2 separate regions of the Mus musculus genome follow, and region 2 is linked to region 1. A link is a contact called in public Hi-C data. All regions are on one chromosome and are shown on one strand. Each heading gives the region's core, a stretch centred on a gene start, on an enhancer-like site or on the middle of the called end of the contact. The rest is flanking DNA. Distances are from core to core; before and after follow the strand shown.

What was found. Hi-C and Micro-C count contacts between places; a contact is called where the count stands out from the background.
Region 2: a Hi-C map of olfactory sensory neurons shows a contact between it and region 1, with 9 times the contacts expected there. The contact joins two enhancer-like sites. A contact is called at or near these places in 15 of 39 promoter capture datasets (the 3T3-L1 cell line, the C10 cell line, the HPC-7 cell line and 9 more), 18 of 484 Hi-C or Micro-C datasets (B cells, the CH12 cell line, the HL-1 cell line and 12 more), 2 of 115 datasets of contacts at active chromatin or transcription factors (heart atrium and oligodendrocyte precursor cells) and 1 of 9 other capture datasets (adipose tissue).

The regions. Positions count from the first base shown.
Region 1 is chr9:56,726,629-56,730,411 of GRCm38.p6, forward strand. It overlaps a transcript of Lingo1 not described here. Among named protein-coding and RNA genes, the nearest start is that of Gm31586, 68 kb to the right of the region's middle. Within about 2 kb of position 1,858, at least 22 of the 459 cell types and tissues checked have an H3K27ac peak or open chromatin away from gene starts, as enhancers often do. A contact at or near this core is called in olfactory sensory neurons, where this site is marked.
Region 2 is chr9:56,840,686-56,844,468 of GRCm38.p6, forward strand. No RefSeq gene overlaps it. Among named protein-coding and RNA genes, the nearest start is that of Odf3l1, 11 kb to the right of the region's middle. Within about 2 kb of position 1,731, at least 27 of the 459 cell types and tissues checked have an H3K27ac peak or open chromatin away from gene starts, as enhancers often do. A contact at or near this core is called in olfactory sensory neurons, where this site is marked.

The sequences.
Region 1 (3,783 bases), core at 608-3,107:
CAGCTCTTTCTGTCTTCAGTGCCGTCCTGACTAGTATATCGAAGCGCTCTCGGGAGCCAGGCTCCGATCCCCTCCACTCCACAAGATGATCATAACAGATGTTCAGAAAGCCGTTTGGTCAGACCAATGGTCATGCTCTATGCCCTGGTCCGCAAGATTTGGACGGTATCCGATGAGCTGATGGCTTCTCCCACATGTAGACACTTATCTCTGGCCTCCCAGGACTACTCTCCTCTGGTCACTCTCACTCCAAACATCAGAGGTCAGTGTTCACAGGCCCTCTTCCCTCTCCTGACCCCTCACTCCTTGGTTGGTTTTCTCGGGTCTGGGATTTTGACACAGTTGCCTCTGGCTCCCTCGTGCTAGCCCCGGTCTCCTGAGCACAGCTACAGAACTAGAAGCCGATTTGTCATTGCCCTCCTAGAAGCCCCGTCCAACACAGAACTTCATTTTTAACCCTAAAGTACATCTCCCTCCATCTTGACTCCTCTTTACCCCACACCCACACCCAAACCATCACCAGCCACTGACATTGTTCCTAAAACACATCCAGTCCCTGAGGACTCAGCTCCCACTCTGTCCCACTCTGCTCTCACCCTGCTGGAATTGGGCAACTCTTATGGACAACAATTCAAAGCCCACGGCAGACTCAGGACATGCTGCGGCTGCCTGTATCAGCAACCCATCATAACGCCTTCAGGGCTTGCCCCACTCTCAGAACCCCCTTCCAATCACTGTGGCCTCTGGCCATTGTTAGGTGGGCTAGCCTCAGGCTGTAGACATCTTACTCCTGGTGCAAAGCTCCTCCCTCCCCTCAGCCCGCAAGTATAGTGCCTGGGCATACTAACCACTCACCTTCACACCTTCACAGCATTTATATTGCACCTGTCCTTGCCCTGCTTGGGTATGTGTGTCCCTGTCCCTTGTCTGTCTCTTTCTCAATGCAGACCACAGATACCTTGTTCGCCTCTGAACTTCTGTGTGAACTGTGTGCTGCCAAGTGAATCCTCAGAAACTTGTTTGTTGAGTGAATAAATAAATTAGTGGAGCCAGCTATCAGCGACTTAACTCTCTGAAGGAAAAGTCTCCCGTGGGAAGCAGGAAGGCACCCTCATCAGGGCAGGACCCCGAGCACAGGCTGTTCTGTGACAGTGGGGGACTGACAGGTACCAGTGGGGCTTGCAGCATCTCTGGGATGCCACGCTCAGCAGCCCCAACCAAGGGGCACGTGGGGCTTTCACACCTGCCAACCCACCCCACTCGGGAGGGAGCCCTGGGGCAGCCAGCAGCTGAGAGAGGCTGGCAGGGGGCCAGCATGCCTGCCAACAGCTGGCGCTGCTGCCAGGCAGCCGGGTAATCGTGTTAGCCAGCGGAAATTGGTCCAGGGAGTTTTTTTCCTTCGCCTCCCATTTTCCTTCTCTTCCCTTCCCCCTTGGAGCTGCAAGACTCATAAGATTGATCTTCGCCTGAAACGGAGGAGATAACTCGATATAATGAACTCCACTGTCCCTCTTGCTGTTTGGAGCTTTTAAAAAATTTAACAGGGTTGGGGACAAAGGGGGAAACACTGTTCTCAGGGGCTCTCTGAAAGCCCCCAGCCCTGCTCTAGGCCCCTCCCCCAACCTGGCTTCTGCCTCCTTTCCCTCCCTGCTCCCCTGGGATGCCTTCATGGAACAAGGTTAAAAATATCCCCTTTCTCTTGCAGGTTTGAAACATAATTTTGGTGAGGTCAGGACTGGGCCCACCAATGGTCCTGCTTCCCACAGCCCCCAGCTCATGGCTGGCTCCACTCCCCAGGGTCACCAGCCTGCCTGGGGTGTGTGTGTGACAAGTTGGCTCAGTCCATTGCTCTTCAGCAGGCCAACCACCCACTGGGGTTCTGGCAGCTGTGTGGCTTTTGTTCCTGCAAACAGCTCTTTAAAGAGCTGCCTAATGACACAAAGGAGCCTGGCTCACTGCACCCGGGCACCGTGCACACCTCACTGGGCAGCTCTCAGTCCTACCTCTTTTTGCTTGGTGTCCTACTCAGTTTCACATAGCTGTTTAGTGAGCATCTACTCTGTGCCAAGCACTAGGCTGGAGGCTGAGACCACCAAACCCTGAGTCTCCTGACCTAAAGAACCTTATAAAGCCTGGTGACAGAGGCAATCATCTGTCAGTGGTCATACAGGTAGAGAACATATTGGAAAGAGCTTTACGGGAAAGGCCAGGGAGCCCCCAGGGTATGGCAGCGATCAAGGAAGGCCTTCCGTAGAAAGTGTCCTTCTAGTGAGAGCCAAAGGACAATGAGACTACCAGGCCGGAAAGGAGCAAGGATGTTATGGGGAGCATGCTACTAAATGGGGTCCCTCATCTGGTGTTCTCGGCCAGCAGAAAGAGACCAGATCCACAATCTACTTAGCACCCAAGGCCCACGTGCTCTCTGTGTAGACCTCGTTAAACCCTGTGCACCTTTCAAGACACAGCTCCATGCTTGCTTGGTAGCCCTTAGCTCCAAGGATATCTCAGGTTTCCAATTCTCTGCCCTTGGACCAGCTTGATCTTTGGCCCCCTCAGATCAAAAATACAGGAAAAGCAAAGGGATGTGGGCCTAGGGAAAAAAATAACCCAAATCTCCTTCCAAGACATTCCCTGCAACCCCACAAGCAGCAGCAGGTCTGGCCACCCAGGAAGGTCTGGCCTGTTCTCTCCCTAGGGCCTCCTGCTGGCAGGAAGAAACCAGTCTGACCTTGCAGTCTGAAGGCAAGTACCTTCCCACCCCAGCTTCCCGGTGCAGCCTCCTGGGGACAGGCATCAGGGAGGCCCGAAGGTACAGGAAGCTCAGGCTACTCTGCTTCCAGAAGCAGGCACTTGGGCCTCCATGCAGACCTGAAAAATTTACCAAGACCTCAGCAGAATCAGAGGCCATAGGGGCTCCAAGGAGCCCTGGGTTCAGAGGAAGGAAGCTGGCTGGTGAGGCAGAGACAGGGAGAGGTTTGGGCCCTAAATCAGGCAGAAGGGGCTGTGGTACAGGGGTGACTGACTGGTCCAAGGAGAAGGTTTGCTCCAGCTAGCCAACCTTGCTGAAGCCCCCATGCCAGCCCGGAGAGGCCAAAGGTGCTGCAAGCATGAGGGGGCTGGACATACTTTTAGAAGCCTCTGAACTGGGAGCAGACCCAGCCCTGCCCACAACAGCCTTCTACAGCCGATGTGCAAAGAGGCAGACAGTAAGCCTTACAGAGTGCTGTGGGGGGAGGGGCTCCCTGCCCTCCCGGAGCCTCTCTGAGATAGGCAGCTACAGCCCCCTTTACAGAGGAATAAACTGAGATCCGAGTCAGAAGAACGTCCCGAAGAGCCATGTTAGCTCATGGTGGGCATAGAACAGAACCTAGGCCTGTGTGAACATAAAACTGCTAACCACAGTAGCCAAGCAGGACAGAGAGGCCACATGGCTCCCAGCCAGAAACCCTGCAAATTCCAAACTTGTATTTAGCCCACCAGCTATGACGAGGTCACAGCATAGTCGAGGAAAACTAATTCCAAAGGATGACATGCTGTTGAAAGAGATGAGGACTTGAAGGTTTAGACTTTGGCAGAGATTGGAGTAAAGTTGGTCACCAGAGAACAAGGAACTGTCTTGGTGTTAAGTGTGGCCAGCCCTGGCACTCCCCCCATAAGGAGTTCCTTGCTGCCAGCTCATTCTCTGAACCCCATGGGTTCACAAAGGAGCCTAGGGCATGGGAATGAACTACAGGAAGCCCTTCAGAGGTACATGAGTAGGGCCAGAGCTTCCCTTGCCTATAG
Region 2 (3,783 bases), core at 481-2,980, 110 kb after region 1:
ACAGGCCTGTGTGACAAGGCTGGGGAATACATATGTCACCGTACACATATGTTTACTCATGTACACCACATGTCCACATGTATGGGCACTTCTGTGTGTTTTATGCTGTGTTCACACATTCTAGCTGTCTGCATATATTGTCATCCTGGCTCCCTGGAGCTGACACCTGTCCCCTACCAGAGAACCACCGTGCCACGTCTCTGGGTGATGGTGGCAGCAGGGGCAGCAGGAAGCTAGGACTGTAGGTAAGGATTATGCAATGGAGCGGAAGGCTCACTAATGAGGCCACCTTCCTTGCCAGCCTGGGAGCAGGGACCGCTAATTATTGCTCAGTGAGCAGCTCCCTGGAGAAGGACTGCTGAAGGGCCCTGCTCTCTCCCTCCCCTGAGTCCTCTTTCTCTACCTGCTGCTAACCCTGAGGTGCAGCCAAATCCACAGAAATCACAAAGGGGGAAAGAGCAGAGGGCTAAGCAGAGGTCAGTGCTTGGTCCCACCAAGAGACTCAAGATGTTTGTATGCCGTCCCATTAGCCTGCTTCCAGAAACCACTTCCTGTGTATTCCTCTGTATTTGGGTACAGTCTCCAAGAAGCCTTCAAAAATCCCAGTGTGCTTCAGCAGGAAGGAAGACCTGCACACCCAGTGTAGTTCCTCCGTGGACAAGGAACATATTCCTGAATAATGAACACCAGGCTAGAGGTCAGTTGGGCTGGGCTGCTAACCCCACAGCTGTGTGACCTTGAGCAGGTGCCTACACTTCTGGGCCTTGGTTTCTTCGTCTGTAAAATGAGGAAAGACTAGAAATCAATATTCACAGAGTGGCATGTGACCCATGATAATGCCTAACCATTTAGAAAGTATGTCTTGCGCAAAATGCATTGCATTTGCTATAACCCAAATACACCCTCATATATGTGTGTGTGTGTGTGTGTGTGTGTGTGTGTGTGTGTGTGTGTGTGTGTGTGTGTATTTATATATGAAATAATGACCAAAAAAAATCTGTGCATGTTCAGTATGATACCTTTTCCCAGATATTTTCAGTTCACAAATGGGTGAATCTATGGCTCCTGATGTCACCAGAAAGGAGTGATGACTGTATACACTTGTATGCATGGAGCAGAGTTACACATGCATATATATTTTTGTGCATTAACTAGGGCATTACATCCTGGTTTCACAAATCTTGTTGAAGACAAGGCAAACTCACATGTTTGAAATTTGTAAGCCAGCTTAAAGAAAAAAAGAAGCAAACAAGAGTTCCAAGGGTGTGTGAGTATAACAGAAGCCCTGATTGGACAGACCTTAACAAATGGCTGCCACTCTCTGAGTTCCTTCTCTGCCTGAAGAGTGTTGGATTTCTGACCCCTGGAATTCAAATGATGCAAACAAGGTCCTGCACCCCTTTGCCCTCATGGTCACCAGGAGAGAATTCTGTGTGAAAAGTCAGAGCCATTTGCTGAGGGACACATAGGACAGACCACTGTGGCCTCTGGCCACAGGTCCCACAGAATCTCAGATACTGCACACTCATGATCCCAAAGTGCACACATATGGCCTCAGTGTGCTTTAGGTCAGAACACTGAAGGACCCAGCTGGAGCCTATATCTGGACAGAGGTGGCTCAGAATGCCCTAAGTCTTCTCTGAGAGAGGAAGCTCTGCACTCCTGGGAGGCTGCCTGAGGCCCTGCCATGACCTAGGCTCCTCCCCATGCTCATCTATTCTGCCCAGGAGAGAAAAGCCTCTCCCACAGCCCTAAATGTCTCTGCCCTCCAAGAGGCTGGTGTGAATCACAGGAATTTACAGCCAGCCTAGAGTGGGATTTATGAGTCTGCCTGAAGCCCCGGCAGTGAGGAGGGGCTGCCTGTCAGCCCCCCATTGCCGCTGATTGATGAGGCTGTTTCCTGCCAAGAAAAACTCCCCTCTGAGGTTGGCAGTGAGGAGAAGACTCCCAGGAACAAGCTCCAGACCTGAATGTGCCCACACTCACAGACCAGCTTCCCCACACACCCCCATTCTCAACATCGCTATGCAAGCTTGGCAGGACTAGCGTGATACAAGTCAGGTCTTCCACTTTCTCAACCTCGGACCCATGCCTTAGAAGCTGTTCAACTGAACGTGCTGAGTCCAGAACCAGAACAGACCTCTGAGAAGTCCAGAACATGTATAGACACACACACATGCACACATAGACACACATACAGACACATGCATGCACATGCTCAACTATGTGCACATACACATGTATACACACATATACATATGTGTGCACACGCACACACACATATGCACATGAACATACACATGCACAGGCACACATGCATACACATACACACATATACATACACATGCACAGATATGCACACATACATGCACATAGACACACATACAGACACATGCATGCATACACACACAAACACATGTGCACACATAAATATACACATACATGCACACACACATGCACAGACACACACGCACACACATAGACACACATACACACATATACATACACATACACAGATATGCACACATGAACACATACACAAATTCATGAACAAAGGAATGGGCCTTACCCATTTACACATCAATACAGTGGTAAGGCTGACCCTGAGCCCATAGCCTAGTCCCAGCTGATTATCACAGGTTCATGGGGGCAATTTTTTTGGCCCCAAATGAGGGATTCTTCCCAGAGGATAGACTGACTTGGTTTTGAATCCTGCTCCACCAGTGTGTGTTTAACAAGTTACAACCTCTTCATACCTGCTTCCTTACCAGGAAAATGAAGATCAAAATAAGCTCAACCAGTGTAAGATTCCAAACCCCAGGACAGAGCACCTGAGATCTCAAGGAATCCACCACCTGGCTTGCAGGTGGAGCCCAGGGAAAGAGGTGGCTTTTTGCTGGAGGAGAGTAAGAGGGCTCCCTGGAAGATCCAGAGCTTCCCATGAAAATAGAGCTAAGGTGCCTTGCCACAGTTAAGTTTCTGCTATGGGCAACCTGCTAGCAAGTCCCTTCCCGTTTCTGGCCATCAAAGACAAAGCCAGGGAGGACCAATTTGGGAAAACAGTGAGACCCATCTTCTGCAGTACCCATTTCTTACCACTTGGAGGCAGCAGGGAGTGGACCTGGAGCTTAGCCTCCTTTCAGCTGCGGAGGTTGCAGTCTGGCGGCTGCTGGCCAGTCCTTCTCCCAGTGCTTGATGGGTGTCCTTTGCACCTCCAGCCAGCTTTTTCAGAGAACCAGAGCTGGAAGACCATCTCATCCAGATGTGTGATGCTCCCCACAAATCCCCCCTCCCCCAGGAGCAGCCAGCATTCTCACTTTCAGATAGGGAAACTGATGAGCCAAAGAAGGGAGGATTTGCGCCAAGTCCCAAAAGCAAGTGTGCCGGAGCCAACTCCTCTACCCTCTTTCTCAGCTGCCATCCCCTGGGACAGGTCATGTGAAAGGAGATCTGGGGCCAGGCTGACCGCAGCTGGATGCACCCATCTAACCTCCAGCTGCGTTGCTGGTCCGCTCATCTACCCTCTCTCATCCTTTGCTTATGTCAGTGCCTGGAGCATAGCAAGGGCTGTGCATGAGGCTCTTGCTTTACTTCTGGTAGATGTCACGTTCCACAAGAGGCATGTCTATCTTAGTCACCTGCCACCCGTGTCTTCCTGCTTGAATCCCTTCCACAATCCTAGATCGACCCTTTTCTCTCTCTCCTCTCTGGGCACCTCCCTCTGCCCACACCCACACACCCAAGCTTTGAGGGAGAACTAAGGGACCCCTTCTCCTCAGCATC